2 separate regions of the Drosophila melanogaster genome follow, and region 2 is linked to region 1. Evidence: chromatin contacts called from public Hi-C data. All regions are on one chromosome and are shown on one strand. The core of a region is the stretch at or near the end of the contact, and the rest is flanking DNA. Distances in the headings are between cores, read along the strand shown.

Region 1 (7,421 bases), core at 37-2,536:
GACCTTAATTTGCATGTGATAATGCTGATTAGTGCAGCCGCGTTATCGGCACGGTAATCGTTATCGCCAGAGTTGCAAGCGCCCGCCCATCGACAGCCCGCCAAAGCTTTCGAATTTGAAAATGTGTGGACATATTTTAAAAGTGCGATTCTAAGGATCGCATGGTTAATATTTTAGATCTAAATTTTCTATCTCAAAAAAAAAAAAAATGGTACAACATTCATACACAACTACACCGGCAGCATCTTCGAGTGAGAGTTTCCGGCCAAAAAAAAAAAAAAAAAGAATAACTAAAACAAAAACGCACTCACAAGAAGAGGAATGTTTCTCCTCCACCCAATACTCGCAATAATTTTCGATTAGCTTCTATATGCCGCGCCACGATTTTTTATTCTGTTATATTTTTACTTTGTGCCAACAGAAATTTATCACCACCGCGCGAGAGAGCGAGAACACACACGCACACACACAGCCAGAGTGCGCTCTCTTTCGCTCTGCCGCCGAGGTGCATAGGCGAGAACGACCGACAGACGCGACTAGCGGTCGGACCGACCGACCGAACGACCGTCGCTATCGCCGTCCCCCTCTCGCTCGTAGGTTTGTATCGGGGAGTTGTTGCTTACACGCACTCGCACACATACTTTTGCACACTGGCGCCTCGTCACTGTTGTTGCATTGCTGTCGTCCACTCCTGCGCTTCTTCTTCTCTTGTTCGACTCGCTTCTCTTCGGATTTTACTTTGCTGCCGAGCAATAACAACACAACACTACCGTTCTCAAAGTTCGAATGATTTGATGCCGTTCTGTGTTTTTTTGGTGTGGCCGAGAAGCGCCAAATCAGTGGGGCCGTATCGCGGCGATTCGGAAAAGCCGAGCGAAGGGGTCACGATAAATGGATTTGTGGTTGAATTAACTGAGTTTGTAATAATTGATGTCAAATATTTACTTACCTTGTTAGGGGATTTATATGTATGCTGCACATTTAATCTTGAATGCCATTAGTTCATTAGTTTGGTATAATCCATAACATTCACTTAAAATGTTATATCGTTAATCTTTGATCCAAATAAACAGAATCACAACTACAGTATTCCCTCCAATGCTAATAAGTTTATAAGTTTCAGTTACTATTATCCATAAGGTACCATAAACACGATTGCAGCACTTTGGGTGGTGATTAGTACTACTATTACGTTTAAAATAAACTACGCAGGGTTTGACATGCAAGTTGTAAACATTTGACTCGGAGTTCAAGATAACGCTATAAAATTACTTAATCAGGGTCCACTGTACTCTATCGATAGCGATAACTGACCACCTACACAGACATTTATTGTTATCGACCAACGAACACATGTTCACTCCGATTTGGCGCGTAAACAAGTAAATAAATAGTATTATTAAGAATAATGCCGGAGAGCCTGATCGCCGGCATTCCGGTGCACTTTCCGTTCGAGCCGTACCCGGTTCAACGGGCGTACATGGAGAAGGTGATCCATTGTCTCCGCGATGGCACGAATGGAGTCCTGGAATCGCCAACCGGCACGGGCAAGACCCTAAGCTTGCTGTGCTCATCCTTGGCCTGGATCCGCACCAGGCAATCGGAGCACCAAAAGCAGATGGTTAAGATGGAGAAGGCAGATTTTTCGGGTCTTGGAGGCGGAGCACCTGGGGGAGACCTGTCCGAGCTGGCCAAGACCATGGGTCGTGCGAATAACTGGGGCGTGCCCAAGGTCATCTACGCCTCGCGCACCCACTCCCAATTGACGCAGGCGATGCGGGAACTCAAGAGGACAGCGTACGCTAACATGAGATCCGTGGTTCTGGGCTCCCGCGATCAGCTATGCATTCATCCGGAGGTCATGCGGGAGCAGGGCAACTCCAACAAGACCAACATGTGCAAGCTACGGGTGCACTCCAAGACCTGTTCATTTCAAATGCGCGTTGAGTCGCGAAAGGATCATCCCGATTTGCGCGGACCCACCATCATGGACATTGAGGACCTGGTCAAGGTGGGCCAGCGACTCAAGATCTGTCCCTACTTCGCGTCTCGGGAGTTGGTTCCCCAGGCGGATATCACCTTCATGCCCTACAATTATCTACTCGATCCCAAGGCTCGCAAGGCCAACAAAATCGAACTGGGCAACACTATTGTGATCCTGGATGAGGCCCACAACATCGAGAAGATCTGCGAGGAGTCCGCTTCGGTGCAGATTAAGTCCTCTGATGTGGCCATGGCCATCGAGGACGTCACGCATATCATGCAAGTCTTTGCGAGCGGCGAGTCGCAGGATATGGCTGGAGATGAGCCAAAGGACTTCACACTGGACGACCTTACACTGCTCAAGGAGATGCTGCTCGAGCTCGAAAAGGCCATCGATGCCATCGTTGTGGACAACGCCGTCGATGGAACTACCTTTCCCGCCTCCATGATGTACGAACTGCTTGGCAAGGCGAATGTAAGATGCACTAAATCTTATCGGAAATGTTTTTAAAAGAATGCCTATTTAAAAATGTAACTTCCTTTATTGTAGTTCACCTACGGCAACGTTGCAACGATAGTATCCCTGCTGGACAAACTGGTGCAATACCTCCTAGTGGCCTCCCAGCAGATGAGCATCCGCAAGGGCGGCACCTTCACGTTGCTTAGCGATCTACTGACCATTGTGTTTGCCAACAAGGAGGATGTGATGAGCAAGGTGTACGCAAGCTTCAAAGTGCATGTCCTGGTGGAGGAGTCCAAGCAGGGACACGGTAAGCAGCAGGGTGCTAAACAGCAGGGCGGTTGGCTTGGCAAGGGAACGATTGCAGCAGCGACTGGCTTAAGCAAGGTCGCAAAAATCATTAACTTCTGGTGCTTCAATCCTGGCTTCGGAATGGAGCAACTGCTCAACACCCAAGTGCGCAGCGTAATCCTGACCAGCGGCACACTAGCTCCCCTCAAGCCGCTAATCGCCGAGCTTGCCATTCCGGTGGCCCAGCATCTGGAGAATCCGCACATCGTCGACCAGTCGCAGGTTTATGTCAAGATCATCGGCACCGGACCCGATCGGCAGCAACTGATATCGAACTATGCGAACCGGTAAGCATTTTTCACACCACAAGCTTATTTGTTTATGGCCAATACCATGAGTAAATAAACAAGTTGGGCCAAACATAACTCAGTTCTGTGGCAGGTGAACTATCTCATAACATTACGAAATGCCAACGTATCAATTTCTTAATGTTATACAAACTAAACAAACATGTTTTATCTGCCACCTTTGTTCTTCTGCAGTGATAATCCAAAGTACATCAGCTCCCTGGGACAGACGATTCTGAATGTAGCGCGTATAGTGCCCGACGGCCTCCTTGTCTTTTTCCCATCGTATCCCATGTTGAACAAGTGCGTGGACGCGTGGCAGGCCAGTGGTTTGTGGGCGGACATATCGTGCAAGAAACCGATTTTTCTGGAGCCGCGCAGCAAGGACCAGTTCACCAGCACGATGGAAGAGTTCTACCAGGCGATACGCGACTCCAAGGGTGCCGTATTCATGGCTGTTTGTCGCGGCAAAGTCTCCGAAGGTCTGGACTTTGCTGATCGCAATGGCCGCGCGGTGATTATTACTGGTCTGCCATTCCCACCGCTAAAGGATCCCAAGGTGATACTGAAACGTCGCTACCTGGAGGCGAATCGGACTCGTGAGAATCAGCTGTTAAGTGGGCAGGAATGGTACAATCTAGATGCCACGAGGGCAGTCAATCAAGCCATCGGTCGTGTGATTCGGCATCGCAACGATTATGGTGCCATTCTGCTTTGCGACTCGCGATTTAAGGACGCCTCACAGGTCCAGCAGCTATCCAAATGGATTCGGGGTCACCTGGGCGACCGGCCACAGTGCTCACCCTTTGGTCCTATCGTCCGGGAACTGCGTCAGTTCTTTAAGAACGCCGAAGCGAATGTAAGCTCATGATGTTTATGCGTTTTTCAGCAATTGTAATACAATTCTTTCAAAACTTCAGATGAAACTACCGGATGAAAGGGAAACCGATTCGCCTTTGGAAACCGTCTGCAAGACAGAGGATGAACCACTAGCCGCCATTCCAAAAGTGAAACGGGAGCCTGGCTCCAATGCCACCTTCAAATCAGCCAATGAATCCGCAATGTACGTAACCTGCGATCTAAGATCAACCTTATCAGCTGTATAGATTGTATTACAATTATTAATAGCAAATCCTTAATCGGATTTAAGTAGTCTTGAGTACAATTTTTGAGATTTGTCATAGCTAAAGTGAAATGCTGTAAGCCATTTCCAGTGGCCTTTTGTCATCACTGCCAGGGTAAATAAACTTTCGTTTGCCTTTCTCCTGGTATTGACACTTTGAAATATTTATTATTTTTCTTTGTAGCAAAGTGGAGATGGCCAATTCCATCAAGACATGGACACCCGCCGATTATGCGAGTGCCGCTGGACATAAATTGGGTGGTGCGGCGCCGAATGCCATGGACTTTATGAGTCGACTGGACTCAAATGTCTCGGTAAACACGAGATTCCCATGAATCTATTATTACACTGTGTTTATTTAGTTCTTTAGGACTTGTTCTTGTTTTGCCCCTTTCCCAGAGTATCGATTTCAACTGCTGCACAGATAGTAAAAGTGGCTCCTCTGGTCTGGTGAAGATTCACAAGCGGGAGCGAAGCTCACCAACGGCGCCGGAATCCTCCAGCCAGGTGACCAAAAAGCGATACAAGTTGGTGGAGAACATCAAGGTGGAGCCAAGTAGTTCGCAGGCTAAGGAGGCACCCGAGGAAAGGGCCGCGTTTCTCCGGGAGGTGAGATACCTTCGAGACTTCTTCCATACTACTACTACTACTACTAATTAATTTACCTTGAATTGCAGCTACGCAGCCTGGTCACCCAAGATCAATTCCGCCGCTTTGGCAAGGCGCTGCTGGAGTACAAGAATGGCACCTATGAGAGCTTTCAGGCCCTGATGGCCATACTCCTGGATGTCCTGTCCGCACCCAAAGTGCGCTACATGCTCGTCGGGATGCGGAAGTATCTAAAGAACGAGCACAAGGACGAGTTTGATCGTAGGGTGGGCAATCTTTAACAAAGGGTTAGGTGACTATGTAAAAGAGTTTTCAAGTTTAGTCGTCCCAAGGATATGTTATTTTTTTTTTTTCAAATTTATTGACATTGGCTGTAATTTTCTGATTGTATTTAGTGGGGCGCGTCTAATTCTCCTAAGAATATATATTATTAACAATGCTATGCATTGTTGTACATGCATTTTGAATTTCTCTGTACGGATGTTTATTACTATTAAAAATTATACGTTAATCATGATATTGTTTATAGCTTTGTGGGAAAATGTGGGGTCATATTAAATGCAAATGCAGTTACTCAAAACCGTTTGCATTATGTGCATTATGTTTTCCCAATCTGTTTATTTATTTACCGCTCAAGGTTGACTTAAATCAACAGTCTACCTTTATTGGAAATTTAATACCACTTTTATGTGCATCAAACTTCGATTTCGTTTGCTGATAAGCTGATGAGCTTTAATAAGCTTTCAATCAAATCAAAGGCGAATAGAACAGGGTGCTCGAAAACTCTTCAAATCTTACATATCGTATTTAAATATGAACTCAATTTGTATAATAATATATATATATGTACAATATATGTTTATTTTATATATTTTTAAGCATGATAAATAGATAAGATATCATAGGAAATTGACTAATGCTAAGACTTTTAAGTTCTTGTCTTAAAAACATAAAATTACTTTTTTGTAGACTGCTTACATATATGTTTTTCACATTTATTTTTTAATCTACCGCTTGGGGGGCATACATTTTAGAGTTGGCAGCCCGCTTGGTAACAAATCTGCGAACCGCAGCCAGCGCAGAACGCATCCAATAAGTTCATTGCCAAACGGGCCGAGTCCCTATATGCACATCCACACATGCCCATCGGCTGGCGCGACCGAGTCACCGAGAAAACTGAGCCCGAGTGCAACGAGAATGCGGGTCCGAGTGGCTCCGACTTCGGACTTGGGAAGGCACTCGCGTGGCAACAATCGTCCAGGGCGCACGGCAAACACGCAGAGCTGCCGGAGGAGATAGGCCGCTGCTTCTTGGGGGCCACATTCGTACCCCGATCCAAATCCAGACCCGCTGATCCATCCGCCTCATAAATACACACATAATTTCTGCCGCTTTGATTGGGGCACGCAGTAAGTTGATTGCAATTGCAATTGCCATAGCCTTTGACTTGCTGCACGTTCGCTCTTCGCTGCTCGCTATTTGCAACAAGTAATAATGAGGGCGGGCAGGGGGTGGCTGGGTGTTTGGCCAACGCAGCGACCTTGGCCTGGTTTAGGCACTTGCCTTAAATGCATTTTGTCGTCATTGCAGCGCACATGGTGGAGGAGATTGGCTGCCAGAGACAGACGGGCATTGTGGTCGCCATGCCCAGCCAGGTGGCATCCAACACCGGAACTCCAGCCCCATCCGCCGGCGGCATTCACCAGCAGCATCAGCAGCAGCAACACCAGCAGCACCAGCAGCAGCAACACCAGCAGCAGCAGCACCAGCAACACCAGCAGCAACAGCAGCAGCAACACCAACATCAGCAGCAGCAACAGCAACACCTTCAGCAGCAGCAACACCACCAGCTGCAGCAGCAACAGCAGCAGCAGCAGCATCAACAACTCGCCAGCAACATGAGCCTGCTGACCGTCAAAGGCGGCCGTTACCTTTGGACCGACCGGGAGCTGTTGATGCACCTCCAGAACTACACTCCCCTGATCCTTCTCATCGATTTCGTGGAGAAGACCCGAACCAAGCGCTTCTATGAGAGCTCCGAGCGCTATGAGATACTCATGCTGGTCTTCATCATGCGCAAGGGAGCGCCGTTTTGTGAGAACAAGCGCTTTCCAGCGGAGTACTGGGTTAATCTATCGGTGGGACCAATTGCCGAGGCGTTTGACCGTCTGCAGGCGGCCATCGATATACCGGATCCCCAGCTGCCGATCCACATGAGCGTTACAGATTTGACCAGCTGGAAGCAAATGTTCGACCTGGCCATGCTGGATATACGGCGTTTTGCGTACTACACCGATCCCTTGCAGCTGGCCGATGCGGGCGTCTTTAACCGGATCACCTTTGAGCAGCGATTCGGAATGCAGTGGCAGGAGTAATGGGAATTGATGCACGTTACTGGATATATATTCACGGGAAACAGCATGTAAGCACACCATCAGCACCAACACACTTTCCCAAATTGGGATGGATCGTGGGGAAGGCTACTGCATAAATCCGAACGAAAGCATTTAGTTAAGTATTAATAGGACGCACTAGAGCGCAACCGATCCATCCAATCCCACATAGACAGAGTTATTTGTTGCGTTAATGTCCCTGCATAGCGAAATCT
Region 2 (6,783 bases), core at 2,903-5,402, 630 kb after region 1:
AGTGCTGTGAAAACAAAGTTCCAGCAGCACAGTTCGCGCGGCAAGAGTGTTTCGGGTGACATGAAATCAATGTTGGACAACATTTACGAGCGGATCACCATATTCCGCAATCTGAAGCAGGACCAGAAGAACCTGCTCACCGAACGCATCCAGGGCACAGAGACGCAGATGATGCAGGTTACGCGGGAAATGAAGATGAAGATCCACAACATGGTCGAGGAGGTGGAGGAGAAGGTGTCAAAGGCGCTGAACGAGGAGATCTGGCGCCTGGGCGTACTCATTGACGAGTTCAATATGCCCTTCCATCCGGAGCGTTTGGTGCTGAACATCTACAAAAAGGAATTGAATGCCCATGTGGAGAGCGGCCTGGGCAGCAATCTGCGCGCCCGCCTATCCATGGCCCTGGCCATGAACGTCGAGTCCGCCCAGACGGAGATGACCGATCGCATGCACGCCCTGGTGCCCAACGAGCAGCTCCTGGCCACCAGCACCAAGATGGTGGTGCGCACGCAGCCCTTCGAGATGCTCTACTCACTGAATTGCCAGAACCTCTGCGCCGACTTCCAGGAGGATCTGGAGTTTAAGTTCAGCTGGGGCATTGCGGCGATGATCCAGCGCTTCACCGGCAAGGTGCGCGAGCGCAGCAAGAAGGGCCAGCCGGCGCTGGTCAATCGACAGAGCAGTATTGGAGTGAGTTTCTACAGTATAGTTGTGTTGCACCACCTTTACTATATCTCTGCCATCGAATCTCGTTCACAGCACAGCGTATCGACGCCGACCACGACGCCCGTGGAAGCCACTCCTGTGTGCCTGCTGCCCGCTCCCGTTGTGGCTGGCATTACGCCCGAGCAGCTGTCGTTGATCTCACGCTTCGCGGTGTCCTCCATTGGATCGCAGGGCACCGTTGGTGGTCTCGTCGTAGCCGGTGTCGTAAGTGTTAACGGTTAAATTATCATAACACCTCTTGTCCTTACCAACGACCAAGCAGGTGATAGTGCATAGCTATGTGATGAAATCAAACCACTTGCAGATGCTGAAAACTATCGGCTGGCGTGTCCTGGTGGGCGTGGGTGCCCTCTACGGCTGCATCTACCTGTACGAGCGCCTCTCGTGGACAAATTCAGCCAAGGAGCGAACGTTCAAGTCGCAGTACGTGCGCCATGCCACCAAGAAGCTCAAGATGATTGTCGACCTCACCTCGGCCAACTGCAGCCACCAAGTGCAGCAGTGAGTATTGATCCCTTAGCGTCTGAATCGCTGATCACTTATCGAATATTCTCTGTCACATCTCAACAGGGAATTGTCGAGCACCTTTGCCCGTTTGTGCCGCACGGTTGATACCGCCACCACGGACATGAATGATGAGCTCAAGACGCTGGACTCGCAGCTGAACATCCTGGAGGCGAACCAGAAGCAATTGAAGCTGCTTCGCAACAAGGCCAACTACATACAGAACGAGCTGGACATCTTCGAGCACAACTATATATCGCCGCAGTAGTGGAACAGTAGTGGGTTGGCTGACCGTGGGGCAAAACACTAACCAGAATGTGGATGATCATAGAAATCAGGCGAAGACAAACACCCAAACGACTACAACAACATTAATGCACCACGTATTTGCTGCTCAACTCTCAGTTTTTCTCTCCTCTTTTATTTTATTTTTTTTGTAAGAAAATGCATGATATGAGCCAATCGATTGGAACCTCTTTATTCTCTATCGTTTAAACAAATCGTTGTTGTTGTTGAGAATTCTTTTAATTCCTAACATGCACTACTCTGCTAGTGTGATTATTTAGTTTTCTTTTTTTTGTAATTGTTGACCCGGAAACGCACGCGTATATATATATACAAATAGAGAAGTATCCAAAACACTGTGAGCATGGCCAGGTGCCATGGAAAAGCAAGTTGCGAGGAATTATGAATGCCACATGATGATGACCGACCCCAGAATGCGAAAGTCACTCACTTATTTACCTCTTTTTCGCCCCTAATAGAAAGTCTAGTACTTATACATATTTGTTTTTGAGTTGGGACGCTAGAATAAATGTTGGGGCAAAGCAAACCAATATATATGAAAACACAATTGTTGAGATGTTGCAAAGCATGAGAATGAGAATGATTCATGAACGAAAACGAAACGAAATAAATGATATTTATGTAAGAAACTCATAATCGAAATTATTTCAGTGGAACTTTGAATATCGGAGCCGTGTCGCGAAAACGACAGAGACGGATGATGGACATTTTGGGAGCGGAATAAGGGACACCTGGTTTTTCCCACTGATTACCGGACAACGCATTTCGAATTGTCTTTTTTGTTTTAATCATATCGTTTTGATCGGGATCACACAATTGGGTTATTCTTAGTTATTCTTATTTCCTTCAAAGCATTACTAATACAAAATGTACAAAGTATATGATTTTTGTGTTTGTTCACAGAAATAAATATGTAGGTTTGGAATACAAAATAACAAAGTGAATCTCTATATACTTCTTGCTTCCATTAGCATCCGTTATCAGTAAATACAATACTTGGATATACAACTTAAAGAAATCAATTCACGTGTTCCCCTCTCTTTGGACTTGCCGGAAACTAATAACAAAGTTTTTTTTTAACTGTGCTCTTAAGAATTAGATATGTGTTTTTGCCATACAAAAAAAGAGACGAAAATTACAAGTTACAGGTGTGTGTGTGGTGTGTGTGGCTTGTGTTTGCTGTTCTGAGTGTTTGCTATGCTTGGGGTGCTCGTTGCGCACGTTTTGAGTTTAAGGCGTTGAGTTCATGGGTGGTCAAATGAAACGGATCAGTCAGTCGAAGGCTGCACTCCGCTCTGCTCTCCACAAGCGTATATGATTATTAGCCACGATGCCGGAACAGTGGGCGGATCGTATTGGATCGGTATGTGGTATGGTATGTGGTATAGTATTGCGTTGCATCACTTCACATCGCATCACATCAGAACGTTTTACAGGAAGTAGGGCGTTGTGTTCTGCTTGGGTATCACACGCTCCGCATCCGGAACAGCCAGGAAGATCTTCGTCTGCCGCTTCTCCGCCGTTTCGAAGCTAAGAATGGCGGCAACGTTGCCGCAGCGATAGCAATAGTTTGGCGCCGACCACACGGTCACCAGTTTGCCATCAAACATATACTTGATGCCCTCGTTGACCAGCTGATGTGCTCGGCATATGAGGTTCAGATTATTGATCGCCATAAAGTCCTTGGTCACATTGTGGCCAAACAGCCAGCCAGCGCCGCGCGGACTCTGGCCCCAGTACTCCATGTCCTCGGGATCGGACCACACCAGATCGCAGAAGGCACCCTTGTACGGTATCTCGCCGTTGCGATCGATCGTCCTGATCTGGTCCAGTGTAATGATCTCGGGACTCAGGCCACCGTGCACGCACAACACCTCCTCGTCGATGATCTGTGTACATTAGGGGCAGTGGGGTAAACATATATGTAAATGATTAAAAGGGTGTTGTCCACATGAAGTATCCCATAGTTCAACTCACGGCAGCGATGGTAAGCAAATCGAAGACCTTGCAGCAGTATTTCCAGCCATTGGCATTGCCGTACTTGCTGAAGCACTCGTCAAAGAATCCGTACACCTTGGTGATCTGCCGCGTTTCGTGGTTGCCGCGCAGCAGGGTGATCCGGCTGGGATAGCGCGCCTTCAGCGTGAGCAGTCTGGTGAATGTCTCCAGCGAGTAGTAGCCCCTGTCCACGAAGTCGCCCATGAATATGTAGTTGGTATGCGGCACCTGGCCTCCAGTGCGGAACAGCTGCTCCAGGTCGTAGAACTGCAATTTGGGGGTGGAGTGCGATGGCATTGCGTTAGTGGACATTGCAATGACGTAGGAGACGAAGACGGAGGAGATGACCGCTTACCTGGCCATGGATGTCACCGCAAACGGTGACGGGCGTGCTCACGGGCAGGATGTTCGTCTCCTCCAGGAGGATATCGCAGACCATCTCGCATAGCTTCTTCAGCTCGTTCTCCGGCAGGTACTTGCATTTCTTCACGTCTTCTATCCACTTGTCCACGTCGCCCATGATGCCCGCTGCCTGTGAAATCCACGGTAAATCGCCTTAAAACAAGTTAATAAATAAGTATTGGTTGCACGTCCATCTGCGCACCTACGGTCACACTGGCTGGTGTTCAATGGTTATCGAGCAACGGTTATACTGCTGCCCACGGTTAGAGTACTAAAAAATTGATCTAAAGTTTCTTCTATTCTTTTTATTTTAAATACTATTGTTGAGTATTTTATTTGCTTTTGTTTTCCATCGATAAATGGTGCATCAATTTTTTGTTTAGCCGATGCAAGCACCAGTCGCATGGGACGTTCTTATTAGAACTGTATACTTGGTGTGTACACACTGCGTAGCGAGAATGTCACATGTTATCGATAGCTAACACATTTGAATTCAAATTCAAAATATTTAATTACTTTGGCGGTCGATTTTGTGTTTTTCTGTATTGTTTTCTTTGGTTTTGTGGAGGCAAGCGAAATTAGTTGCAATTAGCCTTTAGCCGCCACAAATCATAATTAGTCCGCAATGAAAGCTTTTTAAATCCGTTTATTTTTTAACCCAAACCCATTTACATATATATACATATATATTTTCTTTGGCTTGTTGAAAATAATCACGCTCTTAGATTTTATTGCCATCGCACGCCACGCTACTTGTTCGCTGTTTGTTTTGCAGCTCCGCTCATTTTTCCGGGCAGCAAGTGTTAAGGGTTATGAGAAGCGTGCTGGCATGCGTTTTTCGGCACGGGGTGGCACATGGGTTAATGGCCCTGCAGCTTGTTTAGAGTCTCATTAGCACGCTGCCATTTGATTGTGTTGGCTTCTTTCATTTACTTTTCGCATTCGCTGGATCTGAAGTTGGGAAAATAAACGTGCCATAAAGGTGACAATTCGCGAATCAAGGGAAATTGGTAAAAAAAAAAAAAAAAATGAACGTTTCACGGGTTTCGAAGCACAAAATATATGCAATTTATTCAAAGTTAGGATGCTAAGCATATATTCATAGAAAATAATTGAATTAATTGTTTGTATTCGCATTTAATTGTGGAATCGAATTAAATGCAATATCTTTTAGTTTTGCAAATCGAAACTGTTGTGCTCGCCACCCATCTCTTTCTGCCACCTACTCTCCGTTCCTCTCTATCACTCTCACTCTCTTACTCTCTCTTTCTCCCCCCGGCGAAGATGTCGTGCTCCATCATTAGTGGCGTTACTTTATGCCCTTCCGTTTTGGTATTCAACTTGGGCTTGTTCTCCCAGCTGCTTTTTGTGCTCTTTTGGCCATCTTGCCAGTGCTTTCCATTCAGCCATCCAGCCATCCTGCCCCCCCAATGCTGGCCCCAATCCGCTCGCATCCTTCCATTGTCCTTGCCGCTCTGTATGTCGCTGTTTGTGTCCGCCTGGCACAATGTTGACAATTAAGTTAAACTTGTTTTCTTACTTCGTTTCGTTACGTTTCGCCAATTCCGCTCGCCCTCTAAAAGTCAAAGTCCTGTCGTCTGCGGCTGATGTGGCTGATAATTATGTGCCCCCTGCACGGACGCAAAGGACACGGACGGCGGAACAAGGACAACGGACAGCGGACAGCCTCTTGGCTTTATCTTGCTGCAAACACGGTGCCAAAAATTCTAGAGTTTCGAACAATCGGTTAAAAAAAAAAAAGTCTTGGACTTCATATTTTAACAAATTCCTCGGCTCACAGAGTTTTTTTTTTTGTATTCTCAATTAAACGCAAAAAGATTATTACACCTTCGGCTATTTGAATGGTATTTTCAATATTTTCCTGCTGTGTGCAGTCAGCGGAAAAAAAAAAAAACATTGAGAGCAAGCGATAAATGACCAACAGTTGTGGGTCATTTTATATTTTTGGCATTGTCCGCCTTCTTTGGCCGCGCTGCTCATTTTAGCCGGCTTTTCTCCTCTTCTTCGCCATTGTTGACGTTTTGTTAACTTGTTTTTTCCTGTGCCACTCCGGCCACGCCCCCTTCTCATCTTATTTTTTTGTTTTTATCTTGCGCTGCTTGTCTCATTTCTCTGACGGCTTTTTGGCTGCCCTTGCTCTTGTCGCTTGGATTGTCGTCGAAAATTAAATAAAATTAATTACCGCGTGTATAAACACACACACACACACACACGCACACGCACAGCGGAAGAAGACAAGCAGGACTGCCGCCCAACCACCCAACCAACTACCCACCTGTGCCGTTTGATTCACGCGCGTGTGCGCATCCAGCGACCTCAAGGAGCCCACAGTCCGCCCACAGTTGCATCAACATTTAAATCAACCTCAGCCATCAGCGACTCCTGGCCGCAACTTGGGGCCAAAGGATGTCCAGCTGACCGAATCGGAGGTCACTTTGTCATAACGTTAACGCACTAATGGAGCGTTGCAATGATGTGTGCAATAAATGGCTAATTAAATAGGATTTAAGTTATCAAAGCAAATGAGGCACATATTTACAACCCTAGAAAAACTAAATGGAATTTGAAGAAGTGGAGTTTAAATATGCTTACGCTTACTTTTCCATCGACAACAATTAATTTGACTTCTGAAGTTGAAAATCTTGCGTTTTTCGAATGAATTGCAAATGAAATTCAATCAAACTAACTAGTGATTGCAATTGCATAGTTGATTGATTTCAGTGTAAAAGTGCAGTGGTCGCTGAAGGTCGTCTCACGGCTTCAGGCTTCACTGTATCCCGTGGCGTAAGCGTGTCGACGGCATACCCACCTACATCTCCATCAACT

Evidence for each region. Hi-C and Micro-C count contacts between places; a contact is called where the count stands out from the background.
Region 2: a Hi-C map of the Kc167 cell line shows a contact between it and region 1, with 2.7 times the contacts expected there. The contact joins the promoter of PpV here to the promoter of Rtel1 in region 1. A contact is called at or near these places in 7 of 107 Hi-C or Micro-C datasets (the Kc167 cell line, the S2 cell line, cellular blastoderm embryo and 3 more).

Annotation. Positions count from the first base shown.
Region 1 is chrX:5,746,461-5,753,881 of dm6, forward strand. Rtel1 (Regulator of telomere elongation helicase 1) reads left to right here and starts at 1,287. Exons shown (of 7, transcript NM_001272333.1): 1 at 1,287-2,458; 2 at 2,534-3,081; 3 at 3,277-3,940; 4 at 4,002-4,144; 5 at 4,389-4,518; 6 at 4,604-4,813; 7 at 4,882-5,617. The coding sequence starts at 1,409. The coding sequence ends at 5,094. It overlaps IntS6 (Integrator 6), which reads right to left and starts at 794. Exons shown (of 2, transcript NM_132025.3): 1 at 312-794. CG15772 reads left to right here and starts at 5,789. Exons shown (of 2, transcript NM_001297978.1): 1 at 5,789-6,301; 2 at 6,404-7,421. The coding sequence starts at 6,409. The coding sequence ends at 7,188. It overlaps lin-52 (lin-52,), which reads right to left. Exons shown (of 4, transcript NM_001297979.1): 4 at 6,930-7,421.
Region 2 is chrX:6,368,763-6,375,545 of dm6, forward strand. PpV (Protein phosphatase V) reads right to left here and starts at 4,153. Exons shown (of 3, transcript NM_078506.3): 1 at 3,890-4,153; 2 at 3,514-3,801; 3 at 2,303-3,425. The coding sequence starts at 4,054. The coding sequence ends at 2,967. Marf (Mitochondrial assembly regulatory factor) reads left to right here. Exons shown (of 8, transcript NM_206635.3): 5 at 1-690; 6 at 760-930; 7 at 1,031-1,227; 8 at 1,297-2,162. The coding sequence ends at 1,498. lncRNA:CR44816 (long non-coding RNA:CR44816) reads right to left here and starts at 2,264. Exons shown (of 1, transcript NR_123812.1): 1 at 1,816-2,264.